Linked DNA regions of Mus musculus: regions 1, 2, 4 and 5 are each linked to region 3. A link is a contact called in public Hi-C and HiChIP or PLAC-seq data. All regions are on one chromosome and are shown on one strand. Each heading gives the region's core, a stretch centred on a gene start, on an enhancer-like site or on the middle of the called end of the contact. The rest is flanking DNA. Distances are from core to core; before and after follow the strand shown. Region 1 has its middle 29 kb from the start of 3110099E03Rik. Region 2 has its middle 8.8 kb from the start of Gm31413. Region 3 has its middle 53 kb from the start of Gm31590. Region 4 has its middle 51 kb from the start of Gm39910. Region 5 has its middle 12 kb from the start of Gm39911.

Region 1 (2,700 bases), core at 96-2,595, 380 kb after region 3:
GTGTCGCTAGTCAATCCATTAGAGCCTCCCGTGCGGTACTCTCGCTAGGTCTTTTTCTTACGGACACTGACACAGTTTCTTTTTTTTTTTTTTAACACTATAGACAAAACAAATTCCAGAAATGTTTATTTGACCCTTAGATTTAGAATAAAATTTTGGACACAGAATTGCTGGTTCCTAGGGAGGGAACAACTTCAAGTCTCAGTACATTTTCTCCTACCCAGTCAGCACATGCAAGGAGAAGCACATGAGAGCGGTTCTTGGTTTCCTCCTTGCCATCTCTGCCTTGCTGGCATTTCCTCTTTTGGTTTGTCACCTTTGCTATTATTTTAATAGAATTGATGAGAAGGACTGGAGAGTGCATTACTGGTTTTGTCAACTCAGTTTTAGAAGGTAGACCCAATATTGTCACATAGTATGCATTCTAAAATAAAATACGCTGGTGAACATGCTGAAGGCTTACCTGCCTTTGCCTTTGCATCTGATGTTTAGATTTAGTGTCATCTTTCTGGAAAAGACCCAGTTGGATTAAAGGCATCTTGAACTGAACGAATGGCGGGGAAGATTTTTGATTCATGTTAATTATTTCACTCTTGGCAAGGGCTGACTTGACACACATGATTTGTCACACAGAGGAATGAGAAAGAAGACAGGAAGTAAGATGCTTTTCTTTTGGAGAAAAAGCTAGAAGAATAAAAGATTTTGGTGTTTGAATAGCAGCTGGTTGAACGTAAACAACTATAGAGTTAAAAAAAATTTCCTTACTCTTCTAAAAAAAAATACTGGTATCTCATGTTTTCTTTTTTTATGGCTATATTATGCAAGGAAAGTGGTACTTAAAAAGCCATAATCTATTGCTACAGGCATTCGTTTCCTTTTACAGCTCAGGTGCAAATGCAAGTGTGCTCTGAAAGACACGTTACACGCTTTAATGTTTCTTCTAATAAACAGGGTAGAGTCATGGACCACGTGACTGTTGACTTCTAGAAAATTTCATCTAGAAACTGGAGCGAAGATAGAGATTTAAAACCACAGCGGGAACTTAAAACCCAGCGAGCACAGTCCATTATTAAAGGAGATATTTTCCCACACAAGAATAAACTCACTAAATGGTCCCCTCCTTTCAGTTAGGTATTTAAGGGAACGGTTTAAGTGCTCGAAAAAAAATATTTTGTGGTATCAGAAAGCATTGGAGTGTTTTAGGTGAGAAATTTAATAGCCGCCTTTTTAAAGACACTTGGGGAATTTTCTGCAATTGGGTTAGGACCTACAGGCGCATGTCATGTGGTTAGGCGGGCTTTGCCAGCCTGGAGCACTGGCCTGGAAACCTCAGGATTTGGTTTCTCCACCCTCCTCCCTTCTCCTGTGTTTATGCATGTGGGAGAAGGCCTGTTGAGTGTGGCTGATCTCTCCCAGCTGTGGCCTCTCCATTCATCCTAATTTCTTTCTCCATAGCTCATTTGGACCCAAGCAGTGGTGAAATTGCTGACTGGAGAGTGTGTCCTGCCACAAAAGCCGTAGGCAAGATGTGGCCACAACCAGAAGAGCATGCAGGGTGGAAAACACCATCTGGACTGTGCAGTTTACACAGCACAAACTCTCCTTTTTTTCATGTAGGAAAAAAAAAAATCAGCCATGCAGCTTTTGTTGCTCTCTTCTGTGGCCAGAATCCTCTCACATTGCCATCTTCTGTTGGTGAAAGAAAATGTCCAAAGGGACTCAAGACTTTGTATTCTTTTTAAGTTTTACCTTTTGTTTTGTTTTGTATCTCTGTGGTTGGTTTTGGCTTGTATCTCTGTGGTCTTTTCTCCAGCTCAGAGCACAGAAAGCAAGTTTCAACTGTACATCTGTCATTGGTCACCTGGAAAGGGCTTGCTGTATGCTTTGGAGATCCTTTTGCTAGTTTTTGATAGGCAAGGTGCATTCATCCTCTGATAGATAAAGCCAACATCTCCCGCAACCCAGTGAGCTGGAAGGTCTACAGAATTGATGTATGCACGCAATATTTGGCTGTAGAAGGAATTATTATTATTATTATTATTAATCACATTTAGTCTTCTGTAGAAGAATAGAAACTTAAAAAAGACTAACTGATTAACATTGTCTTTTATTCTACAATGGAGATTCAGAATTTGGATGGCAGATTTTAAAGCTTTTTATTATATTTTAATTATTTATTGTGAGTGTGTGCACTCATGCACAAGGTGGAGGTCAGAGGACAACTTGTGGTTGTAGTTTCTTTCCTTCTATGGATGGTAGATTTTTGACAGTATTTTATAATGAACAAGAGATCTATTTGCTTTCATTTTAATCAACAGTAAAGATCTCTTCTCTGGCTAGGAGGAGTAAGAATGGTTTTCTTAGTGACTTGCATTAATTACAAATGTTACTTGCTATTACTGAGGAACAGCAGAGAACTATTATAAAGACATAACTGAACAGAGTCAGAGATCCAGTTGTGTGACCAAAGAGCTGCTATCTAGCTCTCCTGACACAGCATCCTCATCTGAAATAGTAAGATGGAGATCCACCCCATCTCTGTAAACCCAGCAAACCTCTCCCCAACATTCCGAATGCATTCTGGGATGGAAAGAAAAAAAAAAAAAGGCTGGTACTGACTGTTTCCTAAGCCCCAGCCCATGAAAACGGAGCCAAATGCCACACACTTTACTCACTGTAGTCACTGAAGGGCATGTAGGA
Region 2 (2,715 bases), core at 9-2,508, 470 kb after region 3:
CTTCTTCCCTCCCTGCTCTTCCCACTCTCTTTTCTCCAGCAGCCTCCTTCTCCTCTCAGGTCACTTTTCCACCACACAGTGAGAGAAAGCTATGAGGCTGGCTTTGCTTTGATTTTAGTTTACTCTTTTATTTTATTATTTTATTTGCTTACCACCACAATGTTATTTAATTCTTGCTGTTCCCAAGGTTTGTTTGTTTCTCTGTTGTGTTTTCCCAACAAAATGGTTTTTCTTTGTCATGCAAGTTTGGGAGGCCTGTACACAAGAGGTAAGTAGTGCGGAGAATCTTCTGATTTCCTTCTAGAATGTTTGCATAAAGATTTGTTTGTAAATTAAAAAAAAATTTGTTTATATATTGTTCTCTCTCTGTCTCTCTCTCTTTCTGTCTTTCTGTCGTCTCTCTGTTTCTCTTTGTCTCTGTCTTTACAACGCCCCCGACGCCGCCCCCCCCCCCCCCGTGTGTGTGTGCCAAAGCATGTGTATAGAGACTGGAGGGCTTTTGAGAGTCTGTTTCTCCTCCTTCCACCATGTGAGAAGTGAGTCCCATGGACTGCAGTCAAATTATCAGGTTTGGTGGCAAGTGCCTTTACCTACACACTCCTCTCGAAGGCCCTGTTGCGATCTTTTTTTAAAACTACCCATTGACACCTCAACAGCCAGGGAGGTAGAAGGTGGCACTCTTTGTTAGATTATCGACTCTATGTTTTATGATTTCATCTGTTCCAGAACTTTAGGAAGATGTCAGAAGTTACAATGGAGGTTTTGTCAGAGCTGAGGAGTGGTGTGTCCCCATTGCTTGTTCCCCCTTGGAAAGCTCCCAGAGGAACCATGGTCTGAAGGGTCTTCTGTGAGATTAATGAATGATGACAAGTCTATGTAAGGTAGCCAAGTCCCGCCCCAGTGTTTCATAATGACACACAGAGGTCCTTAGTACTACATGGCTCTCTGTAATAGGATCCAAATACAAATGCCAAGTGTCAGCCACCAAGCAGGTTCAAAAGTTTGCTCTAATCTATGGCAATATGGTTTTGTTACCTGGGACCTTTCCTTGAGGGGTGGCTCCATTGCTTTACTTCTCTGTGAACTCGCTTGTCGCTGAGTTCTACTTAAAACCATTTATGACTCCAGCAGATGGTTCTGATTTAGAAAGAGTGCTTTTTGAGCCATTTCTTTCTAACTTCCTTCCCCCTGGCCTCTGCCTCCCGGCTCTTCTCAGGAGCTAATTCCAGTCAGGTTGGAAATTACAAGCATGTCGTTTAGTGCCGGGAACGATGTGCTGACTGATGAGTAGAGGTAGGGTCTGAACTGGGGTCTCTGGGAGCAGCCTTCAATAGATTAGAGTATCACCCTACTGAGAAATGGACCACGCAGAAGCCTGATTTTCCTTCAGTCCAATTTAATTTTTCAGGGCCTGTAACTAAGACTGGCAGTTCTGAGCCCCTCGTTCCTCGAGCACAATTTATCAGCGCAAGGTCAGAGACTTCTTTTGGGCCTGTTTCTCATGAGCAGTGATAATTATGCATGTAGACAGCCTTACTCATATTATGTAATGTGCTGAATGACACAGGGAGGATGGTTTTGATTTAGACGCAGAAGCACCGTCACCAGACCCCAAAGTGTCCAACATCCGAGCAACCCAGGGATCACCTCTGATGTTCTGGATGAGATCCATCAACACACCCCCAACGAGGACACCTCCTTCTCTTTATGACTATCGATGGCTTTCAGCCTGACAATGCAGAAATGTGCCATTGACGTAGGCCACATTTGAGGGAGAGCGCCTTCTGGGCTTTCTCAGTCATCAGCTGGAGGGTGGCAGGAAATGTCTCCAGATAATGCATTCCTCTAATTACTTTTCTCAGATACCCTGCATCTCAGCTATTAATCAGGGAAGCTCCCATTTTTCCTTTTGGGAAGATTCACTTATTTGGCCCTCTCTTTGGCTTTGGGAATGAATGAGCTAGGCTCAGATCCTTACAAGTGTAAACAGCCCAGAGCTTCCTATCATTGGTTTCCATGGTATTTAGCATCACTTGAAAGAGAAGAGTTTCTAAGCAATGAGTGATACTGAAGGCAGAGCATTGGTGGATTTCTGGGCTAGGATTCACTATTAGACTCAGAATACTGGAGTGACACACAGCACTTATCCTTAAGAGGTAATGAAAGGAGTCTAGGATAATTTGGAGTTATCTACCACTTGAGAGATAATTAAATGCAATTAAACAGGTATTCAAAGGGTTCTGTGGGAAGAGAAGCACTGATGGACATTTGGGTGATATATGACTTAGGTCAAATTCAGTGCCATCCAGAAATATTACTTTTCTGTTTTATTTCCTTCATTTTTTTTTCAGGCAAGATTTTACTATGTAGTTTTTGCTATGTCCTAGAATTTCTTATGTAGATGAAACTGACCTTGACTTCACAGAGCTCTGTCTGCCTGTCTCTGACTCCTAAGTGCTGGGATAAAGGCATCTACCACCCAATTCAGACATATTTCTTGGCAGGCTCCACACTGAACAAACTAGTCTAAAACAGCCTTCTTAAAGTCCTACTTTCCTTAAGGGCTGCTGTTACAACTTTGTCGTTGTTGTTGTTGAAAATAAAAGAAAGAAACTAACAAAGAGCCTGCATGTCTTTATTGAATGATGTATTAACAACAGTAGATTCAGAAAATGTGCATCTACCATACTTTGCTGTGTTGGAGCACTGATTTGT
Region 3 (2,700 bases), core at 152-2,651:
AGCTGTCAAAAGGAGGGTCCTTCCTTCAAAGGGATCCTCCGCAAATTCTCCATTAGTCTTGCAGGCCAGCAATTTGATAAGGAACCTGGACCTCTGCTACAAGTCTCCACTTTGCCAGAAGGTCCTCTTTCGAGCTGTTTAAATGGCCGAGTGGCCCGAACTAAGCGGTCACCCTGTGGTCCAGGGACAGGGGAGTTGTGGCACAAGCCAAGAACAAGGAGGATCATGCCTGTGGTCGTGCGTGCAGACGGCCTCCCCGTCGCGAGTGTGTTTGTTGTATGGACGAACCTGCTGCAAACGGATGGAGGGGGACAAGCAACCGTGGTGGTTTTTTTGTTTTTGTTTTTGTTTTTTTTTTTTTCAGTGATCAACTTCGGGCGTCGTGCGCGTGGGGAGCCCCCCCGCAGTCCCAGCGGGGCTGGAGAAAGGTGCAGCGCTGGACTCTGCGGTCAAATCGTGATGAGAATGGGGACCGTCGGGGCAGTGTTTGAAGGGAGGTTTTAATATTAATAGTTTCGCTGTAGAGACAGAAGGGAGATTGCGTCTACTGCTCCTCCGGGCAGACTCTGGGTGACAGGAATGATGGATGATCCGGCAGAGCCCAGCGGCCCCTCCCCTCCAGCCCCAACAGTGTCAAAGCTACTTTAGCTGAGGCTTTAGAAATAAAATAAATAAACAGCATCGCCCCCTTCTCTTCGCACCACCGCCCTACCCCCACTTTCCGACACCGATTTATGGATCATTATGAATCAATTACCGTTCTCAATACTTTCCCATTGGCTTAAATAAAACAGTGGAAAGATAAAAACGCGGGGTTCGGTGGGGGAATTTTTTTCCCCCTGACAGGAACAATCACAAAATCCATTATCTCATAATCAGAGGCTCTGGGTTAGGAGGTGAAGAGAAAAGAAGGGGTCACTCAGGAAATAACACAGGAGCGCCAGAGGGGAGGTGTCGCCCAGTCTCTGCCTTTGTGGTATTTGGTTTTGTTTGTTGTGTGTTTGAGGTGTTTTGAACGCAGGGGAGGGGGGCTGCGCGTGAGAATTCGCCGTCTGCAAGTTGATGGCCTGACCCTTAAACTCCTTTGCCAATCCTCCTTCAGGGTGTGCCTGGCCAAGCATCTCTTGGTAGCCTGGAGTGAGTTCGCACGTGGGAGAAAGGTGTGGAGGAGGAATGGACTGACCGGTCTGCAGGGCAGATTTGCACTTTGTTGTAGGCAACTCTGCTTGGGCAGCTGGGGGGCCCCGTGGGGATAGTCCCCCCTCCCGCCACTCCGCCTGTCCCGCATGGGGCTGGCTGGTTTTGTCTTGCAACAGTTTGGGATCTGGACAAGCCCCCTCTCCTGCCCCCACCTCGCCGCCCGAGGCTTTTCTTCCCTCTCCGGCCTCTGGCTGGGCGGCGCTCTAGGTCCTTGTAGGTGTTTCTATGACTACATTGTGTGTGTGGGAGGGTCAGATGTGGGGGTTGCCCGAGAGAGGGCCGTTCCTGGGCGGTCATTTATCAATGTCACCCACATAATGATTCTCTCTGCAGCGTCCTATTGATGAGGATAATTACATTAGCTCAGAGTGACTGATCAATGAAAAACCACCACACAAAAACTTCTTCACTCCTCTATAATACCAAAAACCGATACAGAAATAACAGAAAGTCTGATTTTCTTCCCCTCCTCTATCCACCAATGGATTCTGTACACCCCGCCCCCTCCCCAAGACCCGGGAATAAAGTAACAAAATAGACCTAGGTTTGTTTCGTTCACAGAGGATGCAATTTTGCCTGTGAATGCATTTGCTCTAAATGCGTTGGCTTCGTTCCTCCTTCGGTAAAGAATATCAACGGATTTGCTACCGTGAGTGGCTTTTAGACTGGTCTGTGGTTTTCCGTTCTTTTTATTTCTTTTCTCCCCATTGGACCTTTCTCCCCTACTTCAAAAAAAAAAAAAAAAAAGAAGATAGACAATTCTTTTTATACATAAACGGAAAATAAAATTATTCTAGATCCTTTCTCTAGATCTTTTTTAAATAAAGCATTTGCCTTGATCGGGTTACCTTTTTGTCTTTATCACTTCACAAAGTAGGGCAATTAAAGATGTGACGTTGTGTGTGGATTAAGAGTGGATCCATTATATGGCGACATAACTCGCTATATTCTCGCCTAAAAGTTTGCCACTAAATTACGATTTCGCTTTTTCTAGACTTGAAAATCAATATCTTCTCAATTAAAGAGAATTTTAATGCTTTACTTGCGAGTTGTTAAAGGCGCTGTAAATTTTATTGTAATGTTTCTTAGCCTCGGAGTAGATCCAAGAGACGTTGATTCTCCGGGTCTTTTTCGTCTAGCCAGGAACCTTCCACTGGTTTCTGATGAAATACCAGCTACAAAGGTAAGCAGAGTTCCGCAGGGGATCGGGCACTGGGAGGGAGCCCTCCATGGCCAGAGGCCATTGTCTGGAGTATTTCCACCTCTCTGTGTCCCACCTCCCTCAAATGACAGAAGTGTTCATTTAATCTTTCTCAGAGGCAAGCACAAGAGACTCCCATCTGCTCTGGGACAACCAGAAAAAGAGGTGCATTTCGGAAAGATTCTAGACTCTTCCCAGTGCCCCAACCCCTTTTCCTTAAAGTGTACCTCAGAAAGACCCTTTCACAAAATCTGCCATATTTGACATGTCCCCAGCCTCTGTGTCCCAATTCGCTAGCC
Region 4 (2,700 bases), core at 173-2,672, 400 kb after region 3:
CACATGCACATAGCTGTACAACCATCACAATTTTATTGGACATTTTTATTACCTCCCACAAAGAAACTCATCACCATCTTGCCTTAATCCACCGCCTCTCAAATTCTACACACCCTCTAGTTAGCTTTCTGCTTCCTTAATTTTTCTCATAGCCATTTCTTCAGAATGGAATTGTCCAATGTGATTAGTTTGTGTGTTCTGTTTACACAAGCTGTATGAGATAGCTCCAGTGCAGCTTCATGAGGATCATCTCTAAGAGATATATTAGTCCCATGCTGTGATACATGGGGCTTCCCTTGAGGGATAGCAGAGGATGGAGCAAGAGTCTTGGCAACAATGACTTTCACTCTGGAGTTTGAGATGTACTGAAGCTGAGCTTGGTCACTGCATGTCTGTATTGTTGGTGAGCAGAACCATTTACAATGGTCTTTGTGCTTGATTGTTGCTTGCTGGAGACTAAAGTCCCTGAACAAAGCACTGAAAGCTGAAGAAGAATAAAAAAAAATAGCTTTGGTGTAGATTGTTGACTCCTTCTTCCTTGCCCGTGCTGCACAAGTTTCAAAGAGCCACGAAGTCACGATGAAATGAAGAATCTGAGTTTGCATTACATGAACATTAAAAGAAACAGCTTTGGCCTTTTTCATCTTTCTCCGTCACACTGTCCCCTACTGAAGCTTTGGAAGATACTGAAACAGAAGTTATATTAGGTAAGGAGAGAGGTCAAATGGAGAAACACATCCCGTTCACCTTCCACTTGCAAAGCAGGCATGGGTTCAAGTAGGGGAGCAAGCTTTAACACAAAGTTTTGATTTGGATTGGACTGGATATTTTTACAACAGAAAATAATTCCATTCTAGTCCCAAGATATTGACAAAGACTCGTGAGCTAATTTTGAGTCTTTTTCACTATGAGCTATGGAAATAGTACAATGAAACTGTATAGTTTTCAGTCATAAGGTGATAGATAGTGCAGTCCTGCCATAAAAGCCTGACTACAAGTAGCCATTCATAACTTTTGTGCAAGCCTATGGATTGGAGTGCCCTTCTAGATTGTCAATGACTCTAGGGATTGCTTAGCTCACCTTGTGGATTAAAGACCAACATCTTAGGAGATCTCAGATCTTTTGATAACAGTTAATTTGATAAGTAAAATAATACAGAAACAATGCTCCCATTTCATGTAGTAATATTAGCACTTGAACTAACAAAAGTAGACTGTGTGGTTAGTATACTCTTAGACACTGTGTTGCAGTACTGGCTTAGTCTCTGAGAACCCAGGTCCCAGGGTCCTGTGTTTGGTCATGTCGGGCCCAAAATCAGGGAAAAGCTTATTGGCTAAAAAGCTTGGCATGACTTCTTAGAGACCCAGAGCACGGAGGCCCTTTACACAAACAGAACAAATCCCTTTCAGTGCTTTTAGACCTTAACAAATATGGTGATGTGTAAAACTCTGCTTCCCCCACCACACGGCCAGCCCCCACCCTGCACACTCTGAACTCTTTTCAGCATTTCTTAAATCTGCACCATTGAACAATCTGAGTTCATTGTAACAAACACAATCTCATTGAATTCAATTCTGAAGAGACTTTATACATGAGGAAAAAAGAGGACTGATCCTGTATTCTCTTTAGTTTAAACAAGGGGACAGAACACAGCAAATGAGAAAGGAGAGCAAGCTGAGCTCACTGGAATGGATGGGGAGGGACAGAGAAAGAGAGAAAACTCCATAGGCTTCTATTTGGTAAGAAATCACTCTCCAGGTGTCCTAGGAGCAAAAGCACAATGTTAATGTCAGGGACTGTTAGGTGTCACGGGTACAATTTTATTTCCCTATCATAACATGATACATTTGATGTAAATTCTTTTCTATTGAAGGTAGGGCCTGGAGTCAGGGCCATAGAACCTATAAAGTGGGAACGGAACTGCATGCTGGTAGCTATTTGCAGAACCAATAAAGATTAGAGCAATCTGAGTGTGTATAGTTTGTATTAGCTTGCCGGCCATCCTGAGCTGATAAACCTGCACTGTGGTCCTGGCACATGTGATGCAGTCAGTGCCTGGTAGCATTATGGTGATCTGAGGCACTTTCATTACTCACCCATTCCTTCAGTTGTATCCAGGGTAAAAATAATAAGCCATAAGCTTCCCTGCTGCTTAACCTAATACCAAATCATTTCCAATTCTAAGCCCAATGTCTATTATTCAAAGCAAATTAAGTGCAGGCAGACAGATTTCCTCTTCCTTCTCTGGGACAGCTGACCTCCCTCCCCTGAAGCTGTCGACCCATGCAAATGTTACACTTAGGATCTCACTCTTGATTTTAGGGTGCTACAAATCCCTAATAACTTAACAAGCCAAACACAGAGTTAGCTTTGCAATGTTTCAGCACACAAATTAGCTAGACAAATAAGAAGGATTAAAAAAAATCTTGAAAATAGCACTTATCATCAGTCTCCCATTCAGAAATAATGAAGGGAGATGGTTTATACAGATTTAGTAATAAGACATGACATAAATGTAAATATAACACATTATGACCTTTCTTCTGGAGAACAATCAGCATTTGTTCATTATTCAGAGCCTCTTTGTTTACAATGAATGTGGCGATGAATCGAAGTTATGACATCAATTAGATCACAAGTTTATATTATTTTCAAACAGAGAAAATGCAGATATTTTAAGGTAGGTGGCAAAAATGATG
Region 5 (2,700 bases), core at 11-2,510, 320 kb after region 3:
TTTCCCAAACGCATCATACAATAAATATACATGAAAATGGTTAGTCCAATCATGCATTGAAAAGGAAGTGTGAGTGCTAGAAAGCCGGTTCAGCTGGCAAAGGCCTCACCCTGTAAGCATGAGGCTATCAGAGCCTACCCATGGAAAAATTAAACAAAACAAACACAAAGAGATGTGGTAGCATATGCTTATAACTCTGCGACAGGCAGGTCCCCAGAGCTGCTGGCCAGCTAGTCTAACCAACTGATGGTCAGCAAGAGACTTGGCCTCAAACGAAACAAAGCAACAACAATAAAAAATAAATAAAAGGTGGAGAGCTAGAAGACCCATGACCTCACCCTCTAACCTTCACATACATGCACACTTTTGTTTACATGGAACCCACACACATGTGGGCAAAACATGCACACATACATATAATGTACACACATACGCACAGAGGTCATTTCAAAAACCCTTATAGGAAAAACAATTTAGTGTGACTTAAATTGTGACTTTCATACACTAGATTACACACTTTTCCCACAGTGTTAGAGGAGAATTAGCCAACGGTCCCAACTGAGTTTTGGGGTTGAATGTGATAGAAGTGTTCTCTAGGAGCCAGCTTGAGTAAAGCACACTTCTGTCTTGCTGGTCAGTGGCCTGTTGAGTGTGGCCATGGGAAAAGCCAGAGTTGGGTATCCAGGCCCTGCAGGTGGGAACAATTAAGATTCAAAGGCGATTTTGAAATGGATTTGTTTTTCTCTATTCTGCACATAAAATAAAAGGAGTAGTGCTAGGCTCCTAAAACCTGTCAGCCACTCATTAAATAATTGCATTCATAGAGCAGTCGAAGCTTTATTGCTTAGGATTTAAAATCTTCTTTCTATACTGCACGGAGTATGTATGTATGTAGATCTATAAATACACATATAGAGCCCAAACCGTGTTTCCCATCAAACATCTACTGTATGTTTCACTAGGGAGACAAGACCCATGTGTTTTGCAGAAGCTTTTAAAGCTGTTTCATTTATTTTATTAGCCTTTAATGAATGTAATTAGAACCCAAGTAATTAAATGCAATTGTGCTCAGTATGTTCCTGTTGTAAATTGCCCTAAACAATGTGCATCGTGTGAACAAATTTGTGGGATTAATCGAGGATAGATAATGTTTTTGGATAGTATTTCACACTAAACGGCCGCAGAGAGAAACAAAGAAGCTGGCGCAGTGTCATTAATCTTAGTCAACTGACAGCTCTGGTGTAATTTGCATGACTGAGGTAGTGACACAGGATGAGGCTTGCTTGGGATGGGTGTTGGAGCACTGGGATGTGTATGTATTTATTCCCCTTTAGTCTCCTGATTTATAAGCAGAAAGAAGTTTGCATGTGGAAACAGATCGAAACAACAGTGTCCCTGGGAGCAGTTGCTGATTACTGAGTTATTACTAGCCATGGACACGTTCCTTTGTTTTCACATTGGGTATTTCTGTTTTATGTATGTCAAAAGGCATCTATGAGTTCTTATCAAGACGTGTGTGTGTGTGTGGGGGGGAAACAAATTTATAATGACTGGTAGTAGGATACTAGTGGAAGAAGTGTGGCTGACTTCCCCCACCCTTTCATATCTCATACTCCTATCCCGTTTGCAAGAGGCACTTTGGGTCGCGTTGGAGAAGCCCTTCAAACTCCACTTATGAAAATATCATTTGTAAGAAAGCCTTTGGGAGCATGGAGAACACCGTGCTTTCCTTCTTCCTCCAAGTTACCGAACAATGACATAAGACATTCTAAGACAGGCACACAAATTGAGCTTCAAATGTCATAAGAGATGACAAACAAAAGGTAAGTGAATTTGGGAGTTTTGAGCTGGAATGACCATGCCCTCCTGACCTGACAGACATGCTAATCTCAGCCTGTGCAAGTGCAGCTGACATTTATGGGCAGTTGGCCTAAGCCATCCTGTTCTTTCTTCTCCGAATGAATTGGCATTGTTTTAGAATCGCCTAGGAAGCAGCTAAATCATTTTTGAGGACAGCAAATAAAGCTATTTTATCTTTGCAAATGTAGTGGTTAAACATTAAGCCATGTTTAAATATCTGTGTACAAAGAGGTGCATCGGCTATGAGGTAGGAAGAGAATATTCACGTATCAAAGAACTGTTTCATAGCACATTTGTAGATAACAATCTTTTCTTCTACATTGGCCTGTATTTTTGACATTCATTTTTTTAAATTTTCTTTAAAAAATACATACAGCTTAGCCATTCAAAATTCAATCAAATGCATATATTTTGGTGAGTTTTACTTACAGTGAAAGATGGACTCACCTTGCTGATGATTTATTTGTGAATAAAATTTGTTGTCCTACAAACATAATTTCTCTCTCCCCTCCCTTTCTTTCAGAGCATATGAGCATCATGATATGTATATGTATGCAGAAAGACATCTCATTGTGTGTTATTTCAAGAACATTTAACACACCAAAATAATTAACAATTCACGAGCGTAACTGGGCCTTATTAACATGCCATTGACCTTCTCACTTGTGTCCATCATGCAGAGATCTAGGACAAAAGTACATATTATGAGGTCAGCTGTGTTAACATAGTGTGGCAATGAGTCACCCTTAACATGGTGCTCAGAAATGATTGTGTTAATGTAAAAATTATTGTGGCAGTGCAGCTTAAGTTAAAATGATACTCTGTGAAGTTTAAACATTC

What was found. Hi-C and Micro-C count contacts between places; a contact is called where the count stands out from the background. HiChIP or PLAC-seq counts read pairs in DNA pulled down with a chosen protein or histone mark.
Region 1: a contact with region 3 is called in a Hi-C map of nephron progenitors, with 4 times the contacts expected there. The contact joins two enhancer-like sites. A contact is called at or near these places in 1 of 484 Hi-C or Micro-C datasets (nephron progenitors), 2 of 115 datasets of contacts at active chromatin or transcription factors (embryonic forebrain and neural tube) and 1 of 9 other capture datasets (embryonic stem cells).
Region 2: an H3K4me3 HiChIP or PLAC-seq map of craniofacial prominence shows a contact between it and region 3, with 5 times the contacts expected there. The contact joins two enhancer-like sites. A contact is called at or near these places in 7 of 484 Hi-C or Micro-C datasets (the N1E-115 cell line, cortical neurons, nephron progenitors and 1 more), 4 of 115 datasets of contacts at active chromatin or transcription factors (craniofacial prominence, embryonic limb bud, embryonic stem cells and 1 more) and 1 of 9 other capture datasets (embryonic stem cells).
Region 4: a contact with region 3 is called in an H3K4me3 HiChIP or PLAC-seq map of embryonic forebrain, with 5 times the contacts expected there. The contact joins two enhancer-like sites. A contact is called at or near these places in 2 of 484 Hi-C or Micro-C datasets (neural progenitor cells and uterus), 1 of 115 datasets of contacts at active chromatin or transcription factors (embryonic forebrain) and 1 of 9 other capture datasets (embryonic stem cells).
Region 5: an H3K4me3 HiChIP or PLAC-seq map of neural tube shows a contact between it and region 3, with 3 times the contacts expected there. The contact joins two enhancer-like sites. A contact is called at or near these places in 11 of 484 Hi-C or Micro-C datasets (the HPC-7 cell line, brown adipocytes, cochlea and 8 more), 9 of 115 datasets of contacts at active chromatin or transcription factors (craniofacial prominence, embryonic basal ganglia, embryonic forebrain and 6 more) and 1 of 9 other capture datasets (embryonic tail).

Annotation. Positions count from the first base shown.
Region 1 is chr2:115,482,341-115,485,040 of GRCm38.p6, reverse strand. No RefSeq gene overlaps it. Among named protein-coding and RNA genes, the nearest start is that of 3110099E03Rik, 29 kb to the left of the region's middle. Within about 2 kb of position 1,345, at least 30 of the 459 cell types and tissues checked have an H3K27ac peak or open chromatin away from gene starts, as enhancers often do. A contact at or near this core is called in nephron progenitors and neural tube, where this site is marked.
Region 2 is chr2:115,390,779-115,393,493 of GRCm38.p6, reverse strand. No RefSeq gene overlaps it. Among named protein-coding and RNA genes, the nearest start is that of Gm31413, 8.8 kb to the right of the region's middle. Within about 2 kb of position 1,258, at least 16 of the 459 cell types and tissues checked have an H3K27ac peak or open chromatin away from gene starts, as enhancers often do. A contact at or near this core is called in craniofacial prominence and nephron progenitors, where this site is marked.
Region 3 is chr2:115,858,197-115,860,896 of GRCm38.p6, reverse strand. No RefSeq gene overlaps it. Among named protein-coding and RNA genes, the nearest start is that of Gm31590, 53 kb to the right of the region's middle. Within about 2 kb of position 1,401, at least 73 of the 459 cell types and tissues checked have an H3K27ac peak or open chromatin away from gene starts, as enhancers often do. A contact at or near this core is called in craniofacial prominence, embryonic forebrain, nephron progenitors and 1 more, where this site is marked.
Region 4 is chr2:115,459,548-115,462,247 of GRCm38.p6, reverse strand. No RefSeq gene overlaps it. Among named protein-coding and RNA genes, the nearest start is that of Gm39910, 51 kb to the right of the region's middle. Within about 2 kb of position 1,422, at least 21 of the 459 cell types and tissues checked have an H3K27ac peak or open chromatin away from gene starts, as enhancers often do. A contact at or near this core is called in embryonic forebrain, where this site is marked.
Region 5 is chr2:115,537,066-115,539,765 of GRCm38.p6, reverse strand. No RefSeq gene overlaps it. Among named protein-coding and RNA genes, the nearest start is that of Gm39911, 12 kb to the left of the region's middle. Within about 2 kb of position 1,260, at least 21 of the 459 cell types and tissues checked have an H3K27ac peak or open chromatin away from gene starts, as enhancers often do. A contact at or near this core is called in neural tube, where this site is marked.